Linked DNA regions of Zea mays: region 2 is linked to region 1. A link is a contact called in public Hi-C data. All regions are on one chromosome and are shown on one strand. The core of a region is the stretch at or near the end of the contact, and the rest is flanking DNA. Distances in the headings are between cores, read along the strand shown.

Region 1 (7,338 bases), core at 2,277-4,776:
CAGGCACTGTGCGGGGGTATTTATAGGTATCTGAGTGCCCAGCGTCCCGTGTTAAGGACGCATGTGCCCTCAGACACCTAGGTTATCCCCGGAATATTCCCATAAAGCGGGGTTACAGACCGTAGTTACAGGGAGGCCTTTACAAATTAGGCCCGTAACGCGCAACGGCCACGCAGGGCCTGTTACAATGGGCCGGATCGTACGCGGGCCTCCATTCTGGACGAGGTCGCAAGATGAGACGACCTCGTCACAGGTCTTCGTCCGACGGCGTATGAGACGAAGGGTAAGTCTGCCCGTTGTCTTGTCACCGTTGGCGCAGCGAGTACAGCGAAGGCCTCGAGCGAAGGGTGGCGTCTTCGCCTTCGCCCCAACAATGATGATTATGGTTCGAGTATGACCCATGAGATTAATTCACACCCCTGAAGGAAGATGAAGTATTATTTGAGGTTTGTATTGTATCTGAAGGAAGATGAAATATTATTTGAGGTTTGTATTGTATGTGAAGGAAGTGAAGTATACTGATAAATGCAGCATGCTATATGCATTTCATGATTCATTTGCATCTGAAGTTTTGTCGTGACCTATGGTCCGACCGTACCGGTACAACTTAGCATCGTACATTGCCCGAGAAGGGGTACGATGCGTCTTCATACCCTTAGAGGTATGAAGGCAGAGGACATATGCATTGCATTCACATGCATTCATTGAAGTGATAATTGCAGATATTGTTGACGCAGGGAAGTGTTATACAAACTGTTGTGGTTGTTCGAGGAAATGAAATGGTATTGGTTATATTGGGACTATTGAGTTCTATATCTACAAGTATTTCTGATCTTAATTGTGATTCCTGAAAAATGTTGATTATTTCATCTTGTGGTTTAATTATCTCGTCAAAACGATTTGCTTGCTGAGATGTTTCATCTCACTTTTGCATTACTCAATGCAGGTACTTGATTCATGATGGGAAAGAGGGAAGTAGCAGCACATCCACTTTCACTCTCATAATAATGCTGCCCAGGCGCAGCCATGATTTAATTAAAAACTTCTTGTCAAAGGATGTTTGTTTTTAACTAGTCGTGCGCACTAGTTAATTGAGTTCATGTCGTTATGGTTATCTTCCCATTGCTAGCAGATTATTAATGTCTAGTATGTTTTATTATTATGATATCTATTTATACTTTGTTGCTTCCTCGTTTATGCAATTTTCAAAGGAAATGCTGTCGAAATTTTATATATAAATGTTAGATGTGTAGTTTAGTAGCATCTCAGGGTGTTTGTGGATCCCGGGGTATTACAACGGCGTGACTCGTGAGTGAAAGAGCACGTATATTGCTTGACAAAGAATGTGCGTGAGATTACATACAAATAAGCCTGGGCTGGCCAGTTTATGGAAACAGAATACCGCCGGTCACCAGCCTAGATTGATTGAGATATCAATGGTGATTGATTGAGAAATCACGGGAGGAAAATCAGGAGCCATAGCTATCTGCATATAGCACTACATATTGCTAACACCCCCACAACAGAAATGTCGGTGGAGGAGACGTTCAAGCTGTGGATCGGAACTCGAGGAACACCGTGGAAGACAGACCCTTCATGAAGATATCGATGAACTGCAAAGTCACTGGTACGTGAATAACACGAACGGCTCCAACGACGACTCCTAGACGAAGTGGAGGTCAATCTCGACATGTTTGGTACACTGATGCTACATCGGATTGGTTGAGAGGTACTCACGTTATCGCAGTAGACAATGATGGCTCGCTAAAGAGGTCGATTGAGTTTTCTGAGTATTTGTCACAGCCACGAAGCCTCAGCAACACCATTAACAACGACGTGGTACTCAACCTCTGTGCTAGAGCGGGAAAGAGTTGTCTGCCGCTTGTTGAACCAAGAGATCAGATTATCGCTGAGGAACACAGCATAGCTTGAGGTGGACTTACATGTGTTTGGACAACCCGTCCTGCTTGAGGTGGACTTACATGTGTTTGGACAACCCGTCCAATTCACGTCGGTGTAAACTGTTAGCACTAATGAAGAGGTGCAGTCAAGGAAGAGGGCGAGATCCGTGGTAAGGTGAGTTTTCATGGAAGTTTCTTACTCAAGTTTTATGAGACAATTCGTGTGATGTAGCAAGCGTGAACTATATAATCTTTGTTTAATTTTTCCTGTCGGTTTTTAAGTAGTTTTGGAACATAAGCATCTTGTGGCATTAGCCCAAGGGAGAATGTTGAGAAAAACTTCTTGGTCCAGAAAAGCCCATATAACTATAAATAGAGAGGATATGTCTATATCCTATAACCTTTGGACTATGGCAGCATACAGAAAATAAAAATTTAGATCCTGTTGGGACCATGCTTCGTCGCCGAAGGTCCTACAAGAAGAAACACCTTCGACAAATCTGTTTATACGTGATACCGAAGCTACCGTTCATGAAGCTTCGATACTATAACGTATCCAAAGACAAAGGATCGAACCGACTTAAAGATGGAATGACTTTTTAGTCCATAAGGGTCTGAGTCATAATTGTAATCTTCTGTAAGGGGCATGATTGTAATTTCTTACATGCTGCGTCATGTGCTTATAAATAGATGAACAGTACTCCTTTACTGTTCGGGCAATCTTGTAATTGCTAACGCATCACTCTGGAATTATTGTTTTCTGCCAAAACGAAGGTATAAAATGCATTCAAATATAATGCTTTAACATTTAAGATCAGTGAATAATGTTTTTTATTCTTGACATTCTATAATATTTTATATTTTATATTTCATTTTGCATTGTTTTACCTTTGATCACGAAGGTGTGACCTTCGTGATATATTTTTCATAACCTTTGTCCGAAGTTCATTAAATCCTTGGGGAAGTAATGTTTCAGCGGATGAAGGGCTTTAGCATTTAACATTCTATGTTGCATTGTTCTTAATTCATAGTATTTGAGAACAAGTCCCCAACAGATCCTCTCCACACTTTTGCATGTTTGTATTTTTTTATTTAATTAGGTGGATTGATGAGGATTGAAGTGAATTAATTTTTTTCTATACAAATTTAAATATAAGAGGATTAAATCTTGTCTAATTTATAGATTAAGTTGAATACGGGAGTACTCAAAAGTCGCAGGGGCTCGTACACTGAAGCTCAAAAGTCGCAGTGGCTCGTACACTGAAGCCACGCCGCATGGGCGCATGGCGACTGCGACGTCAGGCACGCGTCACGGTGCACTGGACTGACTCCACCTGCTCATCGTCTTCTAGAAGCTTGGCCGGCCACCCACCAAGCGATGAGATGGTACATTTCTGTCCACGACCGCTGACAGATGGGTCCGATAGAGTCTCAGCGGTCGGTCACCACTCACCTAATCGTTGTCATTCACTCATTCGTCAGGGCAGGACTCTACTCCACACCAACCCGAGAACGAGAACATTGCCGCTCCTGCCCGTCCCCACAGCTCACTGCGCGTGTGCGCCACTACACCAACCGTTTGGTCCGCCGTTCGGGGATTCCTTCCGCACTACTACATAGTAGCACCCGTGTGGCCGTGTCCGAGCTACCCACGCCCCCAACGCCAAGAACGTCGACGGGCACGACGGCATGGCGGCGGCGGACCCGGACACCGAAGTGCAGGCGGAGTTCCCACCCCTCGTCCGCCAGTACAAAAGCGGCCGCGTCGAGCGGTTCTTCAACCTGGCCCCGCTCCCGGCCGGCACCGACCCGGCCACGGGCGTCGTGTCCAAGGACGTCGTCGTCGACCCGGCCACCGGCCTCTGGGCGCGCCTCTTCCTCCCCGCCGGCAGCCACGGGAAGAAGCTCCCCGTCGTCGTCTACTACCATGGCGGCGCCTACGTGATCGGCTCGGCGGCCGACCCGATGACGCACGGCTACCTCAACGCGCTCGTCGCCAAGGCCGGCGTCCTCGCGGTCGCGCTCGAGTACCGCCTCGCGCCGGAGCACCCGCTCCCGGCCGCCTACGAGGACTCATGGGAGGGACTCAAGTGGGTGGCCACCCACGCCTCCGCCTCCGCCGCCGCGGGAGGAGGACCGGCCGCCGAGCCGTGGCTAACCGAGCACGGCGACTTCTCCCGCGTGTTCCTGGCCGGGGCCAGCGCGGGGGCCACCATCGCTCACTTCGTAGCAGTCCGTGCCGGTGAGCAGCACAAGAGCGGCGGCCTCGGGATGCGGATCAGGGGGCTGCTGATAGTGCACCCCTACTTCAGCGGCGCGGCGGACATCGGCGACGAGGGGACGACGGGGAAGGCGCGCAAGGCGCGGGCCGACGCGTTCTGGCGGTTCCTGTGCCCTGGCACCCCCGGGCTCGACGACCCTCTCTCCAACCCGTTCTCGGAGGCCGCCGGCGGGAGCGCGGCGCGCGTCGCCGCCGAGCGCGTGCTCGTCTGCGTCGCCGAGAAGGACGACCTCAGGGACAGGGGCGTCTGGTACTACGAGAGCCTCAAGGCCAGCGGCTACCCTGGCGAGGTGGAGCTGCTCGAGTCCATGGGCGAGGGCCACGTCTTCTACTGCATGAACCCGCGCTGCGACAGGGCGCGGGAGATGGAGGAGCGCGTCCTCGGCTTCCTGCGCAAGTGAGCGAGCGACGGAGCGCGCGCCTTGCTACGCGATTGAGATGGAATAATTTCACCGTTTCCAGATGTGGAGGCGTTTGAGCATGAGGCCATGAGGGTCTTATTTGTTTGCTTAAGATCAATTGATTGAAGTTTCGAAATCTATCTCACCGCACTTGTCATGTGTCTAAATTTAAAAGAAATGAAAACGAACCCATACCGTCTCCCGAATTGCAAATTTGTAACCTGTTTTACTTGTTTGTTTTAGATTTTTGCTAGCTTCTTACAGCGACAGAAATAACCAGGCTATTTGTTCGGCTAGTTTTGAGAAAATAAACTAATAACGTGTTCAGGTAATACAAAAAACTAGCCAAAAACTAAAAGTAGGATGCCAGATTAAGTTTAAACCAAAAGACCGAATGCTCCGAATCAAACGCCCTACATTTACAGTTCGAGCATCCGACAGAAGTACAGAACGAATATATTATTTCGGGATCGGGAATCGAACAACTTTCGGTGTACTATTACAATTGAAGTATCCAAATGATATATTTAAAATAGCATAAAAAACTCTTATTCATCATCTCGGTGGTGCTCATTTGTTGATGAAAGCCACGATCCGCTCCTGGAGCTGGACGCCCTGCTCCGAGTCCAGCATGTCGAAATGGAACGCGTGGCCGACGCCCTTAGACTCGAACAGCTCGACCTCGCCAGCGTACCCGCTGGCCTTGATCTCCCGGTGGTACCACAGCGCGCGCTCCTTGAGCAGGAAGTCGTTCTCGGCCACGCACACCAGCACGCGCTGGCACGGGATCCCCGCGGAGGCCCTGCGCGCCGCGTCGTCCACGAACGGGTTCACGCGCGGGTCGTCCAGCCCCACCGTGTCGGAGACCACGAACCGCCAGGTGCGGTCCATGAACGGCCGGATCTCGGGGCCGAAGGCTATCTCGCCGCCCACGGCCTCGCTGCCCGTGAAGTAGGGGTGCACCACGGCGAGCCCGCGGATGGTCACGCCGTCGGGGAGCGCGCCGGCGGCGGAGGCCCGCACGGCCGTGTTGTGCGCGATGTTGGCGCCGGCGCTGCAGCCCGCCAGGAACACGCGGGACAGGTCGGCGTGCTCCAGCAGCCACGGGTCCTCGCCGCCGCCGAGCGTCGCCGCCCACCGTAGCGCCGCCCACGCGTCGTCGTACGCCGCGGGCAGCTTGTGCTCCGGCGCGAGGCGGTAGTAGACGGACACGCCGATGGCGCCCGAGCGGGCGACCAGGTCGTTGAGGTAGTTGTGCGTGCCCGGCCGCGCCGGCGAGCCGACCACGAACCCGCCGCCGTGGAAGTAGACGACCACCGGGATCTTGCCGGCTGCGCCGGGAGGGAGGTAGACTCGCGCGGAGGCGGGGCCGGCGCGGATGTCCTTGGACACGACGCCGGTGGCTGGGTCCGTGCCAGCTGGGACGGTGGGGGCGCCGCCGGGGCGGTGGATGCGGCCGCTCTTGTACTGGCAGAGGTAGGGCGGGAAGTCGAAGACGACCTCGGAGTCGGGATCCATGGCTGCGGTCGGCGAGGAGGGGTTGGTGGCGGTGGAGTCGCCCATTTGGGTTGGGGGAGGAAACGAGCTGGCTACCTAGCAGTGCAACACAGCGAGGCGATCGAATTTCAGCCGGAGGGGCTTCATGAAGATATATGAAAATCGCTGCTGCAGCCTGCAGGTGAGGGTTGGTGAGAGTTGACTTAGGGGGTATTTGGTTGTAGGGATTAAAAATTAGTCTCTAGTTTTTAGTCTTATTTAGTTTTTTTTTCGCCAAAATATGGACTAAAATGATTTAGTCTTTAGTCCTTCACATATGTGCTAAAAGGGACTAAACATATTAATTCCACATTTACCCCTCATTTAGTTCAATTGTACTAATAGCAGGAGAATGTTAAAGGTCATTTTAGTCTTCTTATGAGTCATCATTTAGTATATTTTTACTATTTTTAGCTCTTAAAACTAAACATGTTAGGGACTAAACTTTAGTCATCTAACTAAACTTTAGTCTCTAGACTAAAGAAACCAAACATAGCCAATAAAAAACGGCACTCAAGTTTCAATGCGATTTTTCGTTCCCAATCCCAGGTGGTTCAGAACCTTTTTTATTAAAAAAAAGTGATAGCTTCCCATGTGGTTCAGAATCTTTTCCATTAAAAAATATCACATTACAAGTCCGGTTGGTTGGGACGTTGGGTGGTTTAGACTGTCCGCACCCAATCATACGTAAATTGAGGATTTATATAATAGATGACACTTTAAATTGGAGTTTGAAATAAAGTATAAAATAGAGAATGAGATAAGAATTTTATTGGAGACAGCCTTAGAACCTATTTATTTCAGCTTATAGATTATATAATCTAGATTATAATTTATCGAGATTATAATCTACACATAATTGTTTGGCTGTCTAGATTATAATGCAAATTACTTATCTCTAAGGCACAAATGCAACAATGCCCTTGTTACGTGTGATTTGGGAGGAAAGAAGAATGGTAGCCCGTGTAATTTTAACATAATTATGAATAGTGGATATTTTGTCAAAAATAATCTCAAATAAGATAATCTTGAAGACATTATGAGATAATCTGAAGTATAGGTTATATAATCTGGTTGTTTGTTTACTAGCTAGATTATTTACGCTAGATTGACAAATTATAATCCAAAGTAAACAGTTCTTAGGGCCTTAGACAGACTCCAACAGCGGTGTTTCCTACCCTATATTAAATATAGAGAACACTTCTTTATTTTTTTAATA
Region 2 (7,338 bases), core at 3,568-6,067, 290 kb before region 1:
GGTGAAGGCAAAAATATAGACGTCTTCTTTGACAGCTTTGTATTTGTTTCAGTACGCTAGAACCATGATGTGAAACGGAAATACAGTCGCTGACAGCGCTAAACCTAAAACAACACTCAAAGAAACAGAAGACACCAAGCGAAAAAAGAAAGATCAACATTAAAATACTAACAGCAACTATGATCGCTAAAAATGAAGATAAGTTTTTTTTTCCCAATAATTATATTTCACAAACATGAAATATAGAGGAAACTACAGGAACATAATAATCCATTCCCCTTGGCTACAATGTTAGCGTGCACCTTGCAACCCGCCTAGAAACTATATGTCCAGGATCTCCCTTCTAGTACACACACTCATATGATATACAAAGCATATGTGCATTCTCTCGCCAAGCGGTGCAAAAGCAGAAACAGAAACAATTACAGGGAACTTACATAGGTAAAATCTTGCTCAGAGTTGCTACTAGCCACCTTGCCTCGGTTATATATATACAAAAACCTCAACTCCTGCAGAAAACTACAGTCTTGAGCGCCGGAAGTACCTTATGGGATTGAATGGACCAAGTTGCCGGGCAGAAGCAAACGTTGGCCGTCCATTCGGGGACACTGTCGGCTTAATGTCCCATCCTTCAACATTATTTGGAACACAAACATCAAACAGGATTTGGCCAAGGACTCCTTTAGGCTCCATGCAGGGTGGATGTGAGATGTGGCGCCTCTGATCCTCAATTAGAGAACTGGGTTCCCGAGATTCATCATGGTCCTTCGAACTTGGCAAGAAGAAGTGATCACTAGGACTGTTAGCAACCCTTCTTAAGCTCTCATTTGAATTGGCTGCAGCATTGTGTAGACTGCACACTGAGTGCGCTATCTTATACTCCTGGTCACCAGCCATATTTGAGTCATATAGTTGGCTTCGGTGGCAGAAGGTAACAAGAGCCTTCTTCAACGTATCATCTACAGCTTTCCTGTATTCAATTTCATGTGAATTGTAATGGCCTGCAAATAATCAGAAAAGTGATTTGATTATCTGTCAAATGTGACATAATGCCTGGCGGCAGAGAAGAAATTTCAAGTTGGCCCACATATCTGCAGCCCCTAGACTGTGTAATTATAATGTTGCCCCTACTACTATAGTGTGACCATCTTAATGCCTAAAGCTATAAGGCGGACATGGAAATGTCCCCCCGCTTGTCATTTCCTCAACATTTATGAGAAAACTCACACATCAAATATTCTCCCTACTCTACCATTCTCTCAGACTGATAACAGCCCCAATCCAGGTCTGGACATCTGGTTCAAGTCAACCTTATATAAAATTGAGTATGAATAGATCATTATATTTAAGTATCAATTGCTCATGGATGTGGTACATATGGGACTTGTTTTTTTGTCTCAAATAGTTGTACAATTGTACTGAGAATCCAATACGTGATTTCATGCATATTCAAGTTACAAATGAGCTACTTATCAATAACAGTGAAGACAAGATAAGAACCATACCGACATGTTGGGAGTCGCTCCATTTCATAAGTTTAACATCTGTGCCTAGTTCAATCAATCGCCTTGCAAAGCCACAGATAATATGGCATGGAGCAAGATTATCATCTTCTGAGCAAAATATAAGAACAGGACCCAATCCCTGCAAGAACAATAAATGAAAAATATCATGAGTATCAAAGATGGTACATGATAGATATCACAGATAAAACAGAGCTTACTGCTGCTGAGTATAGTGTGTGCCAGTACTCTGCACGCTGAGCTTCAATCCTGCTTGGGAAGAGAGTATCCATGCCAGAAGCTAGAACCTTTGCCATCCATGAACGTAATATAGTTGACTGAGATAAATTTCCAACAGCAGGCTTTTGGAGAAACTGGGTGCCCACATCACTGACAAAATCTACAGGGCTAGAGTCATAAATTTGCCCGCAGATACAGTTTCTCACTAACCGATAATCCTTCTGCACAGTGAAAAATTTATGTCAAACTCAACATCTTAGCCAAGAAATTAAGAGCAGTAGCCAAAATAGCTAATCCAAACCCAGTGGTGAACCACATATATTAATAACAAGCAGATCTAGGTTAGTTGAACAAACTAATCAAACATACACAGTAAATATTTTATCTCAAGATAAATCCAAGATGATGACTGACAAATATAACGATGAAAATGGACTTCACAAAATCCATCATTGCTCCTGATATAAACCATGAACACAGAACTACATACTAGATGAAGGTACAGCTTAGAAAGTACGAAGTTAACATTTAAGGAAGGGGTTATCGCTGATGAAGGACAAAGAAAACATTCAACATATTCAAGCAAAGAAAAGTTCGTCACGCTAAACAACTGAAAGAAACTATAGCCTAGCGGTACCTAATCCATATGACCACTGATACACTGTTACCTTGTTACTTAGTCTCCACGTGTCCTGAATATAGTTCAAAATATTAAGATTTGTTCATAGGTTACAATGTCTTTGCCTACTTTTATTGATAGAAATGTATGTTGAAATCAATGAATGAGAAGAAAAGCATCACATACCATGGTTGCATCTCCTTCACATATTCCAGCTAGTAACTGGAAAATCCAAAAAAATCAGTCATTTCAACTGGGACAAGTGATTTCTTTTTCATTAGAAAATGCAAAAGATTTACAAATGGCAGTTAAGGTTAAATCATAAAAGAAATTTACTTATAACTCATGCACCTGAATAACCTTGTACATGCACCCTTTTGAGCCACCAGAAAAGGAAGCAAGAACAGTTGGCACAGGTTTTACTCTCAGTTCCTGAAACCAGCATTTCATGTTATTCCAAGGGAGAATTATGTAAAGTAGTACAGAAAAATTAAGTAGAATGATGACTATCTAGATTCAGGACTCCTATTTCCCAACAGCTTAAACAGATCAGAATTGAGAGGTATCATATACAAACATGCAAGTAGTTCAGTTCTCAATCAGTAGTAAGGTAACATAGAGCTAGAGGTGACAAAATGAAAGGATGGTACAAAAGAAATGTGACATAATAAGATAAAATAATTATATAATTCATAATGTGCTTGCATTCTAAGGATCTCATCACCTACAAATTTTCTGTGTAAGCACAGGTTCAGGTTGAGTACAAATGATAACAAAGAGTTAAAAGAGACATTGCCTAGTGCATTACACAATGGTGTGAATACAGGGAAAGGCCTAATAAAGTACTGTTACTGGCTAAATAAACAAGAAGCATGCAGTTTTAATTTCCCCACCCTTTAACAGAATTTCTGTCCACTTAATATATTGTGTGATATTTGTAAGCACAATAATAAGGGAGAAAAAATACTTACCTTAACCAGCTCACTAATAACACCAGTTGCCAGAGATGTTGCTTTCTCAGAGAGATATCTGGAAGAGGATAGGAATTAGTACAGTACCATGATCAGATTTATAAAGGGGCCCAATCATGCAAGCAACCATATTGAAACACTGCACTTTAGAACACCTGTACCATATTCGAAGTAAGGTTCAACAGGTGCCATTTCTAAATATGTAAAAAACCCTATGCATTGCATTATTGCTTAAAGGTCCATGGGAAAAGTTTCCCGCTCCACCTGTGAATTAAATGCTGCCGATAAAACCCTTCTAGCTTGAGCACTAATATGATGATAATCAGCACGCTGGTGCTATTCAATCAGAATTGTTCTATTGCGTTCAAATTGGTTACAAAAATAATTATAAAGCTTCCAGCATTCAGCTGCACGTTATTGAAGCACCAAAAATGTTTGGATAGACCCAGCTACATATTGAACCCATGCATATATGATTTTAGCCTCTGTCAACACATAAAAGCAAAAGAAGTGAAAAAGGGATAAGGACATGTTGGATCAATGATAGGAACTTATGGCTGAAGATCAACAGGAGTTATAACATTACAACACATTCTCTATGCTTTGTAAAGTATTTGAAAATTAGTCAAACCTTGAAATGCAATGATTTAATCCTAATTACCACAATCAAAACATCTTTGTCATCCTGTAATCAGTAACTTAACTAAGACGACCATGACTAAAAGCCAAACAGAAGGGATTGCTAAAATGACATCAATACAGAGCAAACAGTAAAAACTGCACAAATATATCAACCTTAAGACTAGGGATATTAACACCCAGTGATTAATCTAAAGGGAGTTGCCAAACTTTAACACAACTCAGCTAAGTACCATGCCGAACCAATCTGCTTGCCGCAAAAATAAAATAAGTGGCCAAACCTAAATCTTCCTGCCTCGCGATTTCTGCAGGCACAAACTAGTAAGCAATCTCTGAAATTAAACCCAGGCATAGGTATATCCGCAGAGGCAGGTCAGGATACAAGTAGAAGCTATAGAGCTACATCCGCGCGCCTCCATAAGTCCAAATGAGTAACGGCAAGGCGGCACTCACAGCGCGACGAGGTCGGGGTGGCAGACGAGGCAGCGCCACCCGAGCGAGGAGTACAGCTCAACGAACGGCCGCAGCTGCGCCTCGTCGCTCCACACCCACGCGAACAAGACCGCGACACCCCTCGCTTGCCCCGGCGGCGCCGATTCCGGCGCCCAGTAGAACCGCCCACCGCAGCCGGGCCACATGGCCTCGGCCCCTGCTCTACTACTTCCGTCGAGGAGACCGAGGAGAGGGGGATCGGAGCAAGGGTTTGCGCGGTTTCACTTGGTTGTTCTGGTTGAGAGAAGGAGGTGAGGGGTGGAGGAGACGGCGACGGCCAGACGGGAACGCGTTTGGTTTGTTGCGGATTTTGTTTTCTTTTTCGAGGATTACTCGAGCGCCCATTTTTCTGTGGTTTCGGAGTTTGCTTGTACGCCGTGCCGCGGTGTAAAGAGTGCCCGGTTTGTTTGTATTTTTTCTACGGACTACCAAACACTCTAATTTTCCATCCGACTGGTATAAAAATCGTTACAGTAAAAACCATATAAAATCAGCATAAATACAAAATCGGTCGAGTCATCACAAGTTCACTGGTAGGCAGCGTAAAAAAGGGACGTGTAATTATAGATAATATTATTTGATACTGTTTGTATAGTGAAGTTTAAAATAAGGAATGAGATATGAGATGAAATAGATGACTTATTGTAGATAGCCTAACTGGGATGTTCGGTTCATGTCTAAAGTTTTCATGTCACATCAAATATTTAAATATTAATTACAAGTATTAATATAAGTTTAATTTGATTTAATAAATGTGTTTCGTCTTTTAATCTTCATTAGTTTTATAATTATAGGGTTTAGGGTTTAGTAACTATATTTAATACCTAATGTTTTCATTCAACTATTTGATATGACAGGGACTCAACTTTAATTGGATGGAACCAAACACTTTCTAGCTTTGTTTGGATACACTAATATTGACCTCAATCCACATGTGTTGAGATGGATAGGGTGTAATTTTGGGTACTCTAATATTGATCTTAATCCACATGTGTTGAGACGGATTATATCCCAATCCACCTCAACATATGTGGATTGAAGTCAATACTAGAGTACTCAAACTAAACCCTAAAAGCTTGTTCGGTTTGAAGTGATCCATCTCTAACTGAACAAGCTCTAAAATAGTTAAAACATATTTATGGTATAAGATTGTTCGCATCAGTTCTTTCTAAATTTTCTCCTCTATATCCCTACTTTTATGCCAGCCACGTCGTCAAAATTCCACGTCTATTTTTTATGTCACACAACGGTTCCCTCTAAATATTCCCTTTATATCTCACTAAAACCATAAAATACCATCTTATATCCATACTTTTGAATCATTATCATTTTTTCTCTATCTAATAAATATTGACGTGCAGGTAAAACCATGCAAGGGGACCTTTACCGTCTAGCGCTGCGGCTGTAGCGCCGCCCTGTACGCGCTAAACAAAGGGAAGGGAGAGCTCGTGGGCCTAGGGCTCGATATCGAACTAGCTCGTTAACGAATTAGCTTGATTCGACTCGTTAAGTTAATGAGATATAGAATTAGCTCGGCTCGGCTCGGTTCGGTTACCTCGAGCTAGCTCGTTTAGCTCGTGAGCCAGAACACGAAAAAATAATATATATATATAATCAATTTCTCGTTAATTTTAAACTAGTTTAACAATAGAAAATAGTAATTATACTCATAATTTTAAAGGCCGCATCAATTAACATCAAATTAACACAATTCATCACTCATCTATTCCTTATCCACACACATGTTTATCAGTTTAGCCCACACATATGTTCGCATGGACCAATTTAACACATAGACATAATTCATCAACAACTAGTTTAACTTATAGGCCATAAACACCACACATACATATAATATGTTTATCAATTGTTACATAAATGATATGCATATAGTTTTGTTTTGGTGAAATTTGATAGCTCGTTTAGCTCACGAGTTGGCTCGTTAATGTCGGCGTTTCGACCCCGGAGGGGTCCCTGGACCGACGAGTAAATTGTCGCTGCGTATCCCAGCCCAGATGGGTCGGCGCGAGATGGAACACAAGGGGGAAAACCGCGGCTTCGTGTTATCCTGCGCCCAGGGCGGATGCGCTTGCAGTAGGGGGTTACAAGCGTTCGCGAGAGAGGGAGAGAGCCTCGTTCGTCAGCCCGTCCTCCCGCGCGGCCACCTTTTTGTACGAGGGCCTTGGACCTTCCTTTTATAGATGTAAGGAGAGGGTCCAGGTGTACAATGGGGAGTGTAGCAATGTGCTAACGTGTCTAGCAGAGAGGAGCCAGAGCCCTATGTACATGCCGACGTGGCTGTCGGAGAGGTGTTAGTGCCCTGTTCATGTGATGTCGTGGCCGTCGGAGGAGTGCTTGAGCCCTGTAGAAGCACAACTGTCGAGTCCTTGCTGACGTCTCCTTGCTTCCGTAGGGGGCTAAGAACCGCCGTCGTCATGGGAGCACGCGGGATGCCATCATTACTTGTTTACCGGGGCGAGCCAGATGGGACGCCGGTCTTGTTCCCCGTAGCCTGAGCTAGCTAGGAGTAGGGTAATGATGTACCCCCTGTGACGTGGTTGGTCCGAGCCCAAGGTCTCGCGAGGCGGTGACTCCTCCGAGGTCGAGGCTGAGTCCGAGCCCTGGGGTCGGGCGAGGCGGAGACCGTCTTCCGAGGTCGAGGTTGAGTCCGGGTCCTCGGGTCGGGCGAGGCGGAGACCGTCTTTCGAGGTCGAGGTTGAGTCCGAGCCCTGGGGTCGGGCGAAGCGGAGACTGTCTTCCGAGGTCGAGGCGGGGGCCGAGCCCCGGGGTCGGCCGAGGCGGAGCTTCCTATGGCGCCCGAGGCTGGACTCGGCTGCTGTCAGCTTCACCCTGGCGGGTGGCACAGCAGTCGGAG

The links. Hi-C and Micro-C count contacts between places; a contact is called where the count stands out from the background.
Region 2: a Hi-C map of seedling shows a contact between it and region 1, with 6 times the contacts expected there. The contact joins the promoter of LOC103637883 here to the promoter of LOC100283424 in region 1. A contact is called at or near these places in 5 of 25 Hi-C or Micro-C datasets (bundle sheath, leaf, seedling and 1 more) and 1 of 3 datasets of contacts at active chromatin or transcription factors (leaf).

Annotation. Positions count from the first base shown.
Region 1 is chr9:8,914,743-8,922,080 of Zm-B73-REFERENCE-NAM-5.0, reverse strand. LOC100283424 reads left to right here and starts at 3,526. Exons shown (of 1, transcript NM_001156325.2): 1 at 3,526-4,716. The coding sequence starts at 3,591. The coding sequence ends at 4,583. It also overlaps a transcript of LOC100282489 not described here.
Region 2 is chr9:9,205,796-9,213,133 of Zm-B73-REFERENCE-NAM-5.0, reverse strand. It overlaps LOC103637883, which reads right to left and starts at 4,817. Exons shown (of 7, transcript XM_008660903.4): 1 at 4,425-4,817; 2 at 3,333-3,390; 3 at 2,713-2,793; 4 at 2,548-2,583; 5 at 1,724-1,963; 6 at 1,506-1,644; 7 at 183-1,001. The coding sequence starts at 4,609. The coding sequence ends at 520.